2 separate regions of the Hordeum vulgare genome follow, and region 1 is linked to region 2. A link is a contact called in public Hi-C data. All regions are on one chromosome and are shown on one strand. Each heading gives the region's core, a stretch centred on a gene start, on an enhancer-like site or on the middle of the called end of the contact. The rest is flanking DNA. Distances are from core to core; before and after follow the strand shown.

Region 1 (6,250 bases), core at 2,642-5,141, 210 kb before region 2:
GCATCATAGAGGAATAGAGGATTATATGAATCCTTCAAAGTGCTAGTACCAATCTACTACCTCCGTTTCTAAATGTAAGTCTTTTTAGATGTTTCACTAGGGGACTACATACGGATGTATATAGACATACTTTAGAGTGTAGATTCACTCATTTTGCTCCGTATGTAGTCCCCTAGTGAAATCTCTAAAAAGACTTATATTTAGGAACGGATGGAGTACAAGCCTACAAAAACGTCTTATATTTTGATATGGAGGGGGTATTATTTAACTTTCATTGAAACAATTGAACAGTTCACTACTACAGAAGACGGAGTAACAAAATTGAGCTATGCAACTTTTCTTAGGATGTGGAGGGCGATATTTGAGCTGGATAATTCATATAGAGTTTCAATACAAAACTACCATGAATATCACACCGGAAAAACTTCCAAGGATAACTCTAATGCAGCCCAAGAAGATGCTGGAAACATGGTGGCAAACTTGAATAACAGCCAAAACTCGCACATTCACATGGCCAAATAGTTTCATAATTATGCTGACCGAAGAGCATCATTCTCAGAACTTCAATACTAATAGAAATAGCAATACTGTCACATTAAATTACCCCATCAAAATTAAGTGGGTGTTACAACAAAAGAAAGTAAGAGCACACCTCATACTCATACAGCGGCTTTACACACTGTGGCTTGCACCGCTCCTCAAGATACTTCTTGGGATCAACAGGTTCCTCATCCGCCCTGAGATAAAACAACAATAGAAAACAACGAAAGTTCAGAGAATGAAATGGACTGTTTCATAACCTTTTATGAATGGTGCAACCCATGGCCTTTTCTGGTATGAAACCATAAGTCAGACATCTAATAACAACTCCCTCCGTTCCATATTAGTTGTCGCTCAAACGGATGTATCTAGCACTGAAATACATCTAGATACATCCGTTTCAGCGACAAGTAATATGGATCGGAGGGAGTACATAATCAACATAAAGAGCTACGGCCGGGATAAAATGCACTATGTACGCAGGTAGCTGGCAGGAGACATTTTGTTCTATTCTAGTCTGGTTATTTTCCCCTACCTATCCCTGGAACGTCATCTTTTACATCAGAAGATCTGTAACAACACAAAGGCATCACCAAAGATGAACACCCAGGAACCATGCTATGCTAAAAAAAATATGACACAAGCCCAATTCCAGATAAGATAGGGTAAGTCAAATGCACCTTAACCCTTGAATATATAGTAAGAAAGGGATTCTCATCTCAAAATATCCATGCAGACATGCAGTGTGAACTACTCCCTCCGTTCCTAAATATAAGACCTTTTAGAGTTTCCAATATAAAGTACATATGGATGTATATAGACATATTTTAGAGTACACATTCATTCATTTTACTCCGTATGTAGTCCATATTCAAATCTCTAAAAGGTCTTATATTTAGGAACGGAGGGAGTACAATGCACTAGTTTAGAGATTACAACAGTCAAAATACTAGCAGCGTACACATTTCCAATTGTTGATGAAGTTGGAGCAGATTGTACAGCACGACTATATCCCTACACTGTAGAAGATAGCATCGAACTCTTGATTCTCCAAGAAAACAAACATCAAGCTGCCCACCATGCCAGAAACCATCCATCTATTATGCAGTTATCTTAGCTGTGTAGTTCTAATAATCAACAGGTATAGGGCACACTGAACCCCCAGGACAACCAAGTAAGCTTGTTCTTGTCCTTCCTTGATTTGAATTTGTAACCCACCATCGACGAGAGAGTATTCATCCTATACACTAACCCGCTGGATTCTTGGTGCGAAATCTGATGCTACCTCAATCTAGTGAGATAAACAATGCAGATACTTATATACAGCTTTAATCTTTCTAAACCAAGCACAAGGCAGCCATGTAAAATAGAAGCACAAAACACTTAGTACTTCATAATAACATAACATGCATAAAAGAGCTGCAGATGGAACATTAATGCATCTGAGGGTCAGGTATTATATCCTCCTACCAATCCCTGGAACACCATATCTTCCATCAGATGCATTAATCAAGATTAAGAGGTCTCCAAGATGAAACACCTGGGAGACAGCAGTGTGCTTAAACGAAAAGAATATAAGAGGCATCTCTAGCCCATCCCCCATAAGTTAATTCCCATCCTTTAATTCCCCATATTTTGCAGGATTAAACTTTTTTTCATCTAGCACATCCCCCAAACTCAATCGACCAAAAGCTCAGTTTGCACACATTTGGCTTGCGCAATTCATCGAACACCTACAATGCAAGAGTCATGTTGTGGTAATTTCCATCGTTACAACGCGCAGCGGACACTGTCCTGATTTAAGGAGTACCGCAAGGCGGTGAAGCTCAAGGCGAGCAAGCTGCCCAAGAAGCATGTTCTAACTCAAGAGGTACTCTTTCAATTCCAAAATTCATGGATGAATTGACATATCTTCCCTGTGTCTTGTGATCAAGTAGCTACCAGTACTGTTTAATTGTAGTTCATATCTACCTTGTTGCATGTAGAACCAATCCTCTGAAATGAAACAACTAGCAAAATCCGACATGGACAAGCTGAACAAACGCAAGGCATCTGTGGATAACGAGCGAGCCAGCACGGAGTCAGAGCTATTGGGAGGACGAGCCATGGCAAAAGAGCTGGAGCGCCAAATGAACCAGACCAAGGCCAAAGCCAAAGCGACTTCCTACTTTCCTAGAGGACAGGGCTGCAAGCAATGTGTATGGCCAGGACACGAAAGAACGTCGTCGAGGAGACCTCGTACGCCCAGTAAGGTGAGGTATCGCAAGAGCTGGGCTGCGTCAAGAGGGAGCTCCGCAAGCTGAAGCTGAAGGGGAAGTCCTCGGTGGAGGCCAAGGCCTAAAGCGACGCCATGGTGACGGTGTGCAAGATCCCATCCAACCTGCAGGCCTCCGCCGAGATGAAGCAGTATTCGGTATTCCTCATTTTTACTGAGGAGTGCGCCTCTCCCATAGCAAATATGGGGTAGAGGGAAACTTTACGGGGATGAAAACCTATTTGGGGGGGGGGGGGGGGGGGGGGGCTAAAGGAAATGGGGATGGCCTAGATGGGCGTTAATTCCCCAAACAAACAAAAAATCGCCCCACATTTAGCTTTTGGGGATGGGCTAGAGATGCTCTAAGACACCCCAATTATACGTTTGAGAATGGGATTTCATTCAAATGCATCTTAACCCCTTCAATAAGGTAGCAGTCAAATTATCGCAGCACACTGGTTTAGATCCTACAAGGCACTAGCAGATGAATACACATTTCCATTAGTAGATCCAGTTGCAGCAGATTGTATAGCACAGCTGTCACACCACACATTACAGAAGATAGCATCGAGCTCCCGATTCTCCAAGCGAAAGCAAGCATCCAGCTGCCCACACGCACCGGCCAACAATCCAGCTCACATTCAACCCCCAAGACCTCAAAGCAACTTTGTTCCTCCCCATTCCAGATGATTTCCAAGCCGTGACCCAACAGAGACCAACCAGACCATACCCCAAGCCGTGACCCAGCAGAGACCAACCAGACCATACCCCAAGCCGCTGGATTTCTGGCGCAAATCCGTAGCTCCGTCGATATAGCTTCGATCGAAAGGAAACAACCAGAATCAATGCAGCTACACGCATAAAGGACACGCAGCGCACGGATCGCGGGAAGCAGGCAAACGATATTCAGGCGCTACCGAGCAACCAACTGGGAAGGAGATGAAGGCTCAGGGATGGAGGAGTACCCACATGGCGATTACGCGGTCCGAGCGGGTGGGTTCTGCTCCTGGCGAGGGGAGGGGAGGGGAGGGGATCTGGAGCGAGAGGCTGGTCGAAAGTTAGGGTTCGAGGGTGGGGAAATTTTGGGAATGGTTCGTGGACCACGGGAGTAAAACAACGAGGGTGGGCTGGGGCCTCGGTGCGTGGGTGGGTGGCGTTGGGGGTGGGTGTGGCGAAAATGCTATTTGCCGTTTCTTGCATCAAACTGTCGACGTTTTGAGCAGGGACGCAACGAATCGGCCCGTTTAGCGTTTCAAAGCTTTCGGTTTTGGAACCGTCTAGAGTTTCAGGCAGTTTTTACTGATTTTAGAAAACTTTTAGAAGGTTCCCTGAACTGGTTTTTCGGTTTTCATATGATATTTTTTTCGTTTTTTCGGTTTTTCGTTTTTCCTTTTCTCTCCTGCTTTTTATTATTTTTCTTTCCTTTTTATTTTTATGTTTTATATCTTTTATTTTTGTCAATATTATTTTTTAACAAATGTTCATAGTTTCAGAACTTTTTCAATATTTAAAAAAAATATATGTTCAAAACTTAAAAAATGTTCCTGGTTTCAAAATTTGTTCATAATTGGAAAAATGTTTATAGTTTTCAAATTTGTTCAAAATTCGAAAAATGTTTACAATTTTGTAATTTTATTCGTGTTTTAAATTTTGTTCACAATTTGAAAAATGTTCATTGTTTCAAAATTTGTTCACAATTCGAAAAATATTCACAATTTGATAATTTTCTTCATGAATATGAAATTTGTTCACGTTTCAAAAAAAAATCACAATACGAAAAATGTTTTATTTTCAAAAAAATTCACAATACAAAAAATGTTCATTATTTTATAATTTTGTTCATGAATTCAAAATTTGTTCATGTTTGAAAATTTGTTCGCAATTCAAAAAATGTTCATGGTTTCAAATTTTGTTCGCAATTCGAAAGAAATTATATTTTTTCTCACGAATTTTAAATCTATTCATGTTTCAAAATTTGTTCACAATTGGAAAAATGTTCATAGTTTCAAAATTTGTTCACAACTCGAAAAATGTTCATAATTTTATAATTTTATTCAGAAATTCCAAAAAAAGAACTTCAAAATTTGTTTGATTATTTTCAAAAAATGTTTGATAATTAGAAAAGTTTAGAATTTCAAAATAAGTTTGCATTTCCTTTCATGAACTAAAAAGTCCAAGGATTTCAAAAAATTGTTCCCCTTTTAAAAAAATGTTCACACATGCAGAAAATTCTCGAGTTTCAAAATATGTTTGCATTTTTCAATATTAATCAGAAATTAAGAAAAAACCTCGGAAACTTCAAAAAATGTTCGTCTTTTCAAAATTTGTACTCAAATTTAAAAAATTGTTCACGTTTTCAAAATTTGTTCCACAATAAGAAAATGTTCGGGGTGAATTTCAAATTTTTTTTACTTTTGTAAAAAAAGTTCATAAGTTCAAAAAAAATGTTCAGGTTTTCACTTTTGTTCTTGTTTTTTCAAACAATGTTCACAAAAAAAACTTCAAAAATAATCTAATCTACCTATGTGGATTGTTCTAATATATTCGTGTTGCCTTTTCACCACAAGCATGAAGAATTCGCAGTGGCTATCTACCTCGCTCACCAATAGCTCGTGAGTTTGAATCCCAGCTAAAGCTATGCATTCTTTTTTTAATTTTTACACCCCTTGCAGCTGCTGATTTTTGCCAACGCATGGAACCTCCGTTGGCCGTCCAAGTCGGGGTTGTTGTAACGACTAAGATGCGGCACTTTTCTTATTTGGGGCGAAGCCTCAAAAGGAGAAAGAGGCGCATCTGAGCGTTTCGCAGGCAGGATAAACATTGCAATACATAACGGATGGAAGAGTAATAAGATTTGGCTTACACTGACCATAAGCTACATTACAGAGTCACGCAGTCATACATTATTCAAATGGAAAAGCAGGGTCCGACTACGGACAAGATAAAATGACAAAAGCCAATGCTATCCCGCCTTGCTAGGCCCACGATCACGACCAAGTGAAAAGGACGTGGATGTCGCCTAGAGGGGGGGTGAATAGGCGCTTTAAAATAGTTAAGGTTTAGGCTTGAACAAATGCGGAATAAAACTAACGTTTAATATGTCAAGCACAAAACCTACAAACAACTAGGCTCACCTATGTGCACCAACAACTTATGCTAAGCAAGATAAACCACTAAGTGATAGCAAGATATATTACAATAAACAATATGTCTATCACAAAGTAAAGTGCATAAGTAAAGGGTTCGGGTAAGAGATAACCGAGGCACGGGGAGACGATGATGTATCCCGAAGTTCACACCCTTGCGGATGCTAATCTCCGTTAGAGCGGTGTGGAGGCATAATGCTCCCCAAGATGCCACTAAGGCCACCGTAATCTCCTCACGCCCTCGCACAATGCAAGATGCCGTGATTCCATTAAGGGACCCTTGAGGGCGGTCACTGAACCCGTACAAATG
Region 2 (6,970 bases), core at 329-2,828:
CGCATATTGGTACCAATAGTTTGAATCGTTTGAACATTGGATCTTTGTTTGAATAAAATGTTGTAATATAATGATGGTTTGGACCCGCTATGTTTCCGTTTTATACTCTGAGGGATATAAGGTTCGTGAGACGGTGTCTTATGGACGTTATATCAACGACATGTATACTACACGATTCAGTGGTATGCTGGGTCACCGCAACGAGACATCTTCCAGGACCTTCTGCCCCCGTTCCCCCTGTCACACCAACGCGCGTGCCAACTTCACGCAACCCTAACGTCGCACGTCGTTGCCCTCGTGCGCCCTCCCCCCTATCTGGGAAGTCTGACCGAACATATAAAGAGGAAGTGTGGGTCCAACTTCTAAAAGCTTATGTGATTTTCTCGTGCTCGTGGGAAGGATATGCTCTTGTGTGGCATAGTATACTCATTAATTTCGATTTAACAAGCTAGCTTTCAAGATCTTCTGTTCGTGCCACACCAATGCATCTACCAACTTCAGGCAACCCGAATGGACGCTCAGTGACTGACACCCGGGACCCGATGTGTCGTGTCCCACCTCCCATCAATAACCCACTGAGTTCCACCGGTACAAAACAACATACATCTTTCACTTCGAGCCATCCACTCGAGCACACTCGTTGGCCTTTGTCCTCGTGTGCCATACCTCATGCTCGGGTTTTCCGACTGGGCATAGAGGGAGGAGATGTGGGGCCGGTTTCTAGAAGCTCTATGTAATTTTCTCGTGCTCGTGAGAAGGATATCGTCTCGAGTGGCATACTCATTAATTTTGGTTTAACGAGTCAACTTTCGGAACCTTTCGTTACTGCCACACCAACACACATGCCAACTTCACGCAACCCTAACATTGTCCATCATTTCCCTCCCTCATGTCCGGGTTGTCCGACCGGACATATAAGGAGGAAGTGTGGGTCCAACTTCTACAAACTTCAAATATGTGATTTGCTCATGCCGGTGGAAATGATGTGCTCTCGTGTGGCATAGTATACTCATTAATTATGATGTCAGCTTCCAGGGCCTTCCGTTCATGCTACACCAACGCACCCCCAATTGCACGCGACCCGAGTGGATGTTCAGTGAGTGACACCCAGGCCCCATTGTGTCATGTCCCACATGTCATCAACAACCCACCGAATTCTAGCGAAACATAACACATTTTTTCGCTTTGAGCCAGCTAGTAGAACACACTCATCGGGTGTTGTCCTCGCGTGCCATCCCTCGTGTCCGGGTTGTCTGCCGAACATAGAAAGAGGAGGTGTGGGGTCGGTTTCTAGAAGCTCTAAATATGTACTTTTCTCGTGCTCTAGGGAAGGATATCCTCATGAGTGGCATACTCATTAATTTCAATTTAACGAGTCAACTTTCCGGACCTTCCAGAACCTTCCGTTACTGCCACACCAACGCACCCGCCAATTTCACGCAGCCCGAATGGACTCTGAGTGTCTGACACCTAGGACCCGCTGTGTCGTGCCCCACCAGTCATCAACAGCCCACCGAATTCCACCTGTACGTAACAACACGCAGCGTTTTGCTTTGAGCCAGCCATCAGAGCACACACCTCGGCCCTTTTAAGTCCTCCTGTTCGACACACGCCCACGACGGCCAGGAGAAAGAGAGGGAGAGAGAGAGGGAGAGCTTGACCCTGGAAGGCTGGAGGTGGGAGAGTGTCTGCCAGCCCTCCATCGAGTCCCCGCGATTCCTCCTGCCGCCGCCAGAACTCGATCGTGAGCTCTTCTCCCACCCTTTTCCTTTTCGCAGCGGGGTGATTATTTCCTGTTTGGGGGAAGAAAAAAACCCCCGCCCATTTCTTGTTTCTCAGTCCGATACGCTGTCCGTGGTGCCGCCGTGTAGCCAAAAATCCTGGATGAATTAGGAGCTAAGTTTAATCTGCCCCTTTGCCCCCGGAAGGAGTCAGGCCTATGCTGGATCTTGCGGCGCAGGTGTGATTTCTGATGTTCCAGGCGATGTAATTTTGGCCCGGAGATTTATGCCTCGTGCCGCAACCCTGGGCGCGTGCTCGGCTGTACGAATTGGATGATTGGTGTGTTGGGTAAATGGGTGCTATTCGGTAGTTATTTGTTTGCGTAGCGTCGGTGAGTGCTTCTGAGCATCGCCAACAGTTCCTGTAAAAAAACTCCCCCTAAATATGGTTTTGCAGGTATCCATATAATATAGTAGGAGAGGTTGACATGTGAGCTGCAGTTCCGTAATAATCTTCCCCTAAAAATGGTATTTGGTGGCGGTGCGGCGGCGACGGCGGACAGCGGATCACGGTGGTTGGCAGGGGCGGGGCGCGGGTGGGCAGTGTGACGACGACGGTCAGCAACGATGGTCTGCGGCGGGCGGGCGGTGTGACTGCGATGGTCGGTGTCGGCAGCGGTGGCCTGGGGTGGCGGCGCGGTGGATTCCAGTTGCGGCTTGCCGATGTGACTGTTTTATGTGAATGTTTAGGGGAAGAGCCATCTCCCCCTAGATGGAGGGGGAGTTGGGACTGTTGGAGCACTTTTTTTTTTTTGGCTCAACTCCCCCTAAACCGGATTTTTTTACGGGAAAGAGTAACTATTGGTGATGCTCGACGATTACCCGCTTAAGCATTGAGTTCCAGTTTGCTGTCAATAACTGTGCTCCCTTACCTGAAGCGTGAAATACCATGACACTTGCTAGCACCAGTGGTAGTTCGTTACTACAGCACTGGCAAATCCCTGCAAATTTTATTGTTAGACCTGATTGCCTAATTCGGTGTAGTTCAGAGTACTGTATTTTAAGTGCTCCAGAGGTCGTTTTAATTGCTTTTGCGATTATTGCCGTTCCAGCCAGGAGACCGGAGTTGCATTTGCACAATGCTAGTATATTCAATCTCACATGATGTGCCAGTCGAGTGTGTTGAAGAGTACCTTATTGGATTATTTTTTAGGTGTTCCTGATGAAATTCAACCTCTTATCTATTTGTTCAGCAACATTGAGAAATATACAGCTGTGCAAATATACATTTCCGTCCGGGGCTTTAATAATTTCTCCAAATTTACTATGCAGGGTGATATTGAAGTGAAGACATGTGACGTCTCCTCTACGTTTTGTATGGTATTGACAAGAGGTACGGACACCTGGGTGATCTTTCTGGGAAAATGGAAAGCAGCAACCTACCTACTGGAAACATGATGCAAGGAACTCCTTATGGTAGTTTGAATGTACATGGTAACTCCATGCAAATGCATGCTTCAAGCTCAGGAAAACAGCTATTCAACCAGTCTCAGATGCTAGGGAGTTTTGCAATGCCTATCAACCGGGCTACAGAGCCTCATAACCATGGATTTCAATTTGGAGAACATGAAAAAAGGGATCACCACCACCACCACCAGCACAGTCATCACTCAAAGAACTCAATCAGTGATGAGGAGGAGCATGATATGACTGAGGATGTTACTGATACCCAGAATGGCAAAGGAAAGAAGGGTTCAGCATGGCATCGGATGAAGTGGACAGGTTCGATGGTTAAACTTTTGATTACCGCAGCATCTTACACAGGGGAGGATCCTGGGGCGGATCTAGGCGGAAGGAGGAACATTACAATAGTGCAGAAGAAGGGTAAATGGAAAGCAATATCAAAGGTCATGGGCGAAAGAGGCTGCAGTGTGTCACCACAACAGTGCGAGGATAAGTTCAATGACCTCAACAAGAGATATAAAAGGCTTACAGATATCCTTGGTCGTGGCACTGCTTGCTGTGTTGTGGAAAATCCAGCACTTCTTGATAGCATGCATAATCTTTCTGATAAGATGAAAGAAGATGCAAGGAAGATATTGAACTCTAAGCACTTATTCTATGAGCAGATGTGTTCCTATCATAACAACAACCGTGTGAATTTACCTGAAGATCCCGCACTTCAGCACTCACTACAGGTTGCTCTTAGATGTAAAGAGGAGCATGATCTGAGGAGGGATACAAGTGGAGATCTTGAAGAGGATGAGCAGAGTGCAGATTCTGATTACGAGGAGCATGATGAAGAGCGTCAAACAGTTCATACCAACTTGAGGGATTCTTCCATGAATAAAAGAATGTGTCATGCGGTGGATCATGGTGATGTGGGTTTTGTCACCTCAAGCTCAAACGGTGTTAGTGGGAGGTTCGATCCGCATGGCATCACATTGGATATGAACAATGCTTTTCCAGGTGGCGCCAACTTGTCTTTTGTGCAGAAGGACTTGACTTCACAACTAGTAGAGCTTCAGAAACATCGCTTGCAGATCCAAGAACAAAAACTGGAAGTGACAAAACAACGTCTCAAGTGGGAGAGATTTAGGATGAAGAAGGACAGGGAAATTGAAAGGCTGGCATTGGAGAATGAACAAAAGATGTTTCAGCATAAGCATTTGGAAATTCAGCTAAGAGACAAGGAGCTAGAGCTTGAGCTAAAAGGCAATGCAAATCATGCATGATAGTTGATTGATCAGAGTTTTGGTTTGCAATATGGTAAGCATGGAAGTTCTTGATATTCATCACTTTTGAATAGCTTCTGCTTGGTGCTATTGGCACTGTTTCATATTGATATAATCTGCACCTCGTATTTATGTTCCAAAGCACTGTCAGTATTTCACATTTTGTGGAGTATTACATGCACTGATCTCATGTTTTAGTTCATGTGATATTTGTGACGCGTGAGGTATCTTTTAGGATGTTCATTAAGGCTTTTAGATAAATAAGAGAAGTGTCAGTTAGACCATCAACTTGTGAATTATTTGCACAAACAATGTTTGAATGATTGCTGCCATGTACACAGTGGCGGAATCAGGCCTAGGGCACATGGGGCTATAGCCCTAGGTGTAATGATAATAGTCTTTGTAATACCTTCTTACAAAGTACAAAAAATCCCTAAAATACACCATTAAAGCTAATTTAGCTCTAGGCGTAATTGGTGATTTTTTTAAAAGAAAATGGAAGCTTTCATTACCCCTGTACTTGGCATCAAAGACGCATATAGCCCAAACCTTCTTACAGCATTTATCCGAAGATATAGCCAAATCAATGAAGTGTACTGACAGGTCACACTGAGAATTTAAGCACTAAGAAACCTAGTAGGAGCACACAGCCACCTATAGTGATTTTGCCCGGATTCAGTGTTCTTGTGCTATGCGGTGTCAATTTTGCACTTACATAGGGTTTCAATATCCAAATATTGTGGTTCAGCTTAAGTATGACTGTTCTTACTTCTGTCTGCAGTTGTTAGCTTCACACGGTTAGTCTCTCTGGGCTACCATTGTTTGTTCTATTGCATAGCACATGGTTTCAATTTATTAGGGTGTAAAGAATACCATTATTACAGAGAACTTACTCTAAGTTTAGTTTTGGACGCATGGCACTCCCAAGTCACAACCATAAGAAGTGTATTGGTCTATTACTTATTGCTTAGTTTTGCCTGGGCTTCGTTTGTTGGCATGTGCCTTGGTTATTGGTAGGCTATGAAGAGATACTACATAGCTACACAGGCAATGTTCTCGCATAACCAGTCTATTTTTTTTTATCAAATGATAGACCAGCTGTCTTTTATTTTTTATATTTTTTTGTTTGCTGGGGAGATTAGATCGGCTGTCGGCTGTCTGATCGTGGCTGACCACTAAATATAATACCTTTTTGGTAGGGAAGTCTAAATGTTAAATTTAAAGTGCTGCCTACTTTCCTTTAGGGTTTCCAGCAAATATAGTTTGTTATTGTTTGTCTGATATCACTCCTTCGGATTGTTTCAGGTCGAAGGTGTTTTTGCCAAGAGTATGGTTGATCAAGAAAGAACCCTCAAGACCGATTTGATGCATTATACTTGGTTTAGTGATCTTCTGATTGGCCGTCGTTGTTGTAACATCCTTTGTACTCCTGGGCTTGGTCTGTTCTGGGAACCTGAAATGATTTTCTTCTTTTTCTTGGAAGTCTTTTCTACATTCTAGCAAATGGGTGAACTTGTTCACTATAGATTAGTGCTAGAAGTCTGGTCAGAAGGGCATCCTGCTCAGCGTTGGTTGCCGTTGCAACTCTGTGCACATTGTTTGCCTTATGCAATTTGAGCTTATATTTGAAATCGACTTTGCGGTACAGTGTTTTTCTGTGTCAGCTCATGAAAGTTGCCTGTTCCTCGGGCATGGGAGTGATGTGACTAAGCATTGATAAGGTTGGTCATAGTGGGGAGTAAGTTAGACTATGTCATGCATATGACAGTAGTTTAAGTTACTACCTCTATAGTGCAAAATAACTTAGTACTAGTGTCGTATATGTGTTAATTTATTATCTTATAGACTCATCTTATCTTGGAAAGCGCTAACATATTATTTTACTTTAAACACATATCTCCTCATTAACTACATGTCACATAAATAATTTTGTCTTGAAAAGTGCTATGTTACTAGCTAAGTTACTCCCACTATGATCAACCTAAGCAACTGGTAACACGACGACGTCTGAGTGGTGTTAGAGTTGTAGCATGGTTTGCTAGTCAGCTTTGCCGTGTTTGCAGGTTATGTGATCTGTTCTGGTGCTTTGAAGTCGGAGCTTTTTTTCTTTTTTCTTTTTGAAACTAAGTTGGAGCGGTTGTGGCGTGGTTCGAGTGGCAACTATGACAGGTGATGAGCGTCCGGCCCAGGGATCCTCCATGGGCGCAAGCTCCTTCGTTGCTCGTCTTTGAGATCTGAGTTGCCTCGCTATAGGTGCTGGCAACTATGACAGGTGATGAGCGTCTGGCCCAGGGATCCTTCGTGGATGCAAGCTCCTTCGTCGCTCGTCTTTGAGATCCGAGCTGCCTCGCATCAGGTGCATATGCCTAGTAGTTTGGCATAGTCTGGCGTGGTCTTCCAGGCAATTCTCTGCAAAGGTCAGAGAAGGGCACAAGATTTCAACTGGGAGGCTCTCCACTTCAATCATTGTGATCTCTCCAGCCTTGGCGATAACTTCGGCAAGGTCAAGGTGCT

What was found. A called contact is a pair of places that touch in the nucleus more often than the background predicts.
Region 1: a contact with region 2 is called in a Hi-C map of leaf, with 1.9 times the contacts expected there. The contact joins the promoter of LOC123447996 here to the promoter of LOC123447995 in region 2. A contact is called at or near these places in 2 of 6 Hi-C or Micro-C datasets (leaf and seedling).

What each region holds. Positions count from the first base shown.
Region 1 is chr4H:94,098,224-94,104,473 of MorexV3_pseudomolecules_assembly, reverse strand. It overlaps LOC123447996 (cytochrome b-c1 complex subunit 6-1, mitochondrial), which reads right to left and starts at 3,891. Exons shown (of 4, transcript XM_045124754.1): 1 at 3,764-3,891; 2 at 653-737. The coding sequence starts at 3,765.
Region 2 is chr4H:93,880,394-93,887,363 of MorexV3_pseudomolecules_assembly, reverse strand. LOC123447995 reads left to right here and starts at 1,578. Exons shown (of 3, transcript XM_045124753.1): 1 at 1,578-1,744; 2 at 3,054-4,490; 3 at 5,762-6,101. The coding sequence starts at 3,146. The coding sequence ends at 4,456.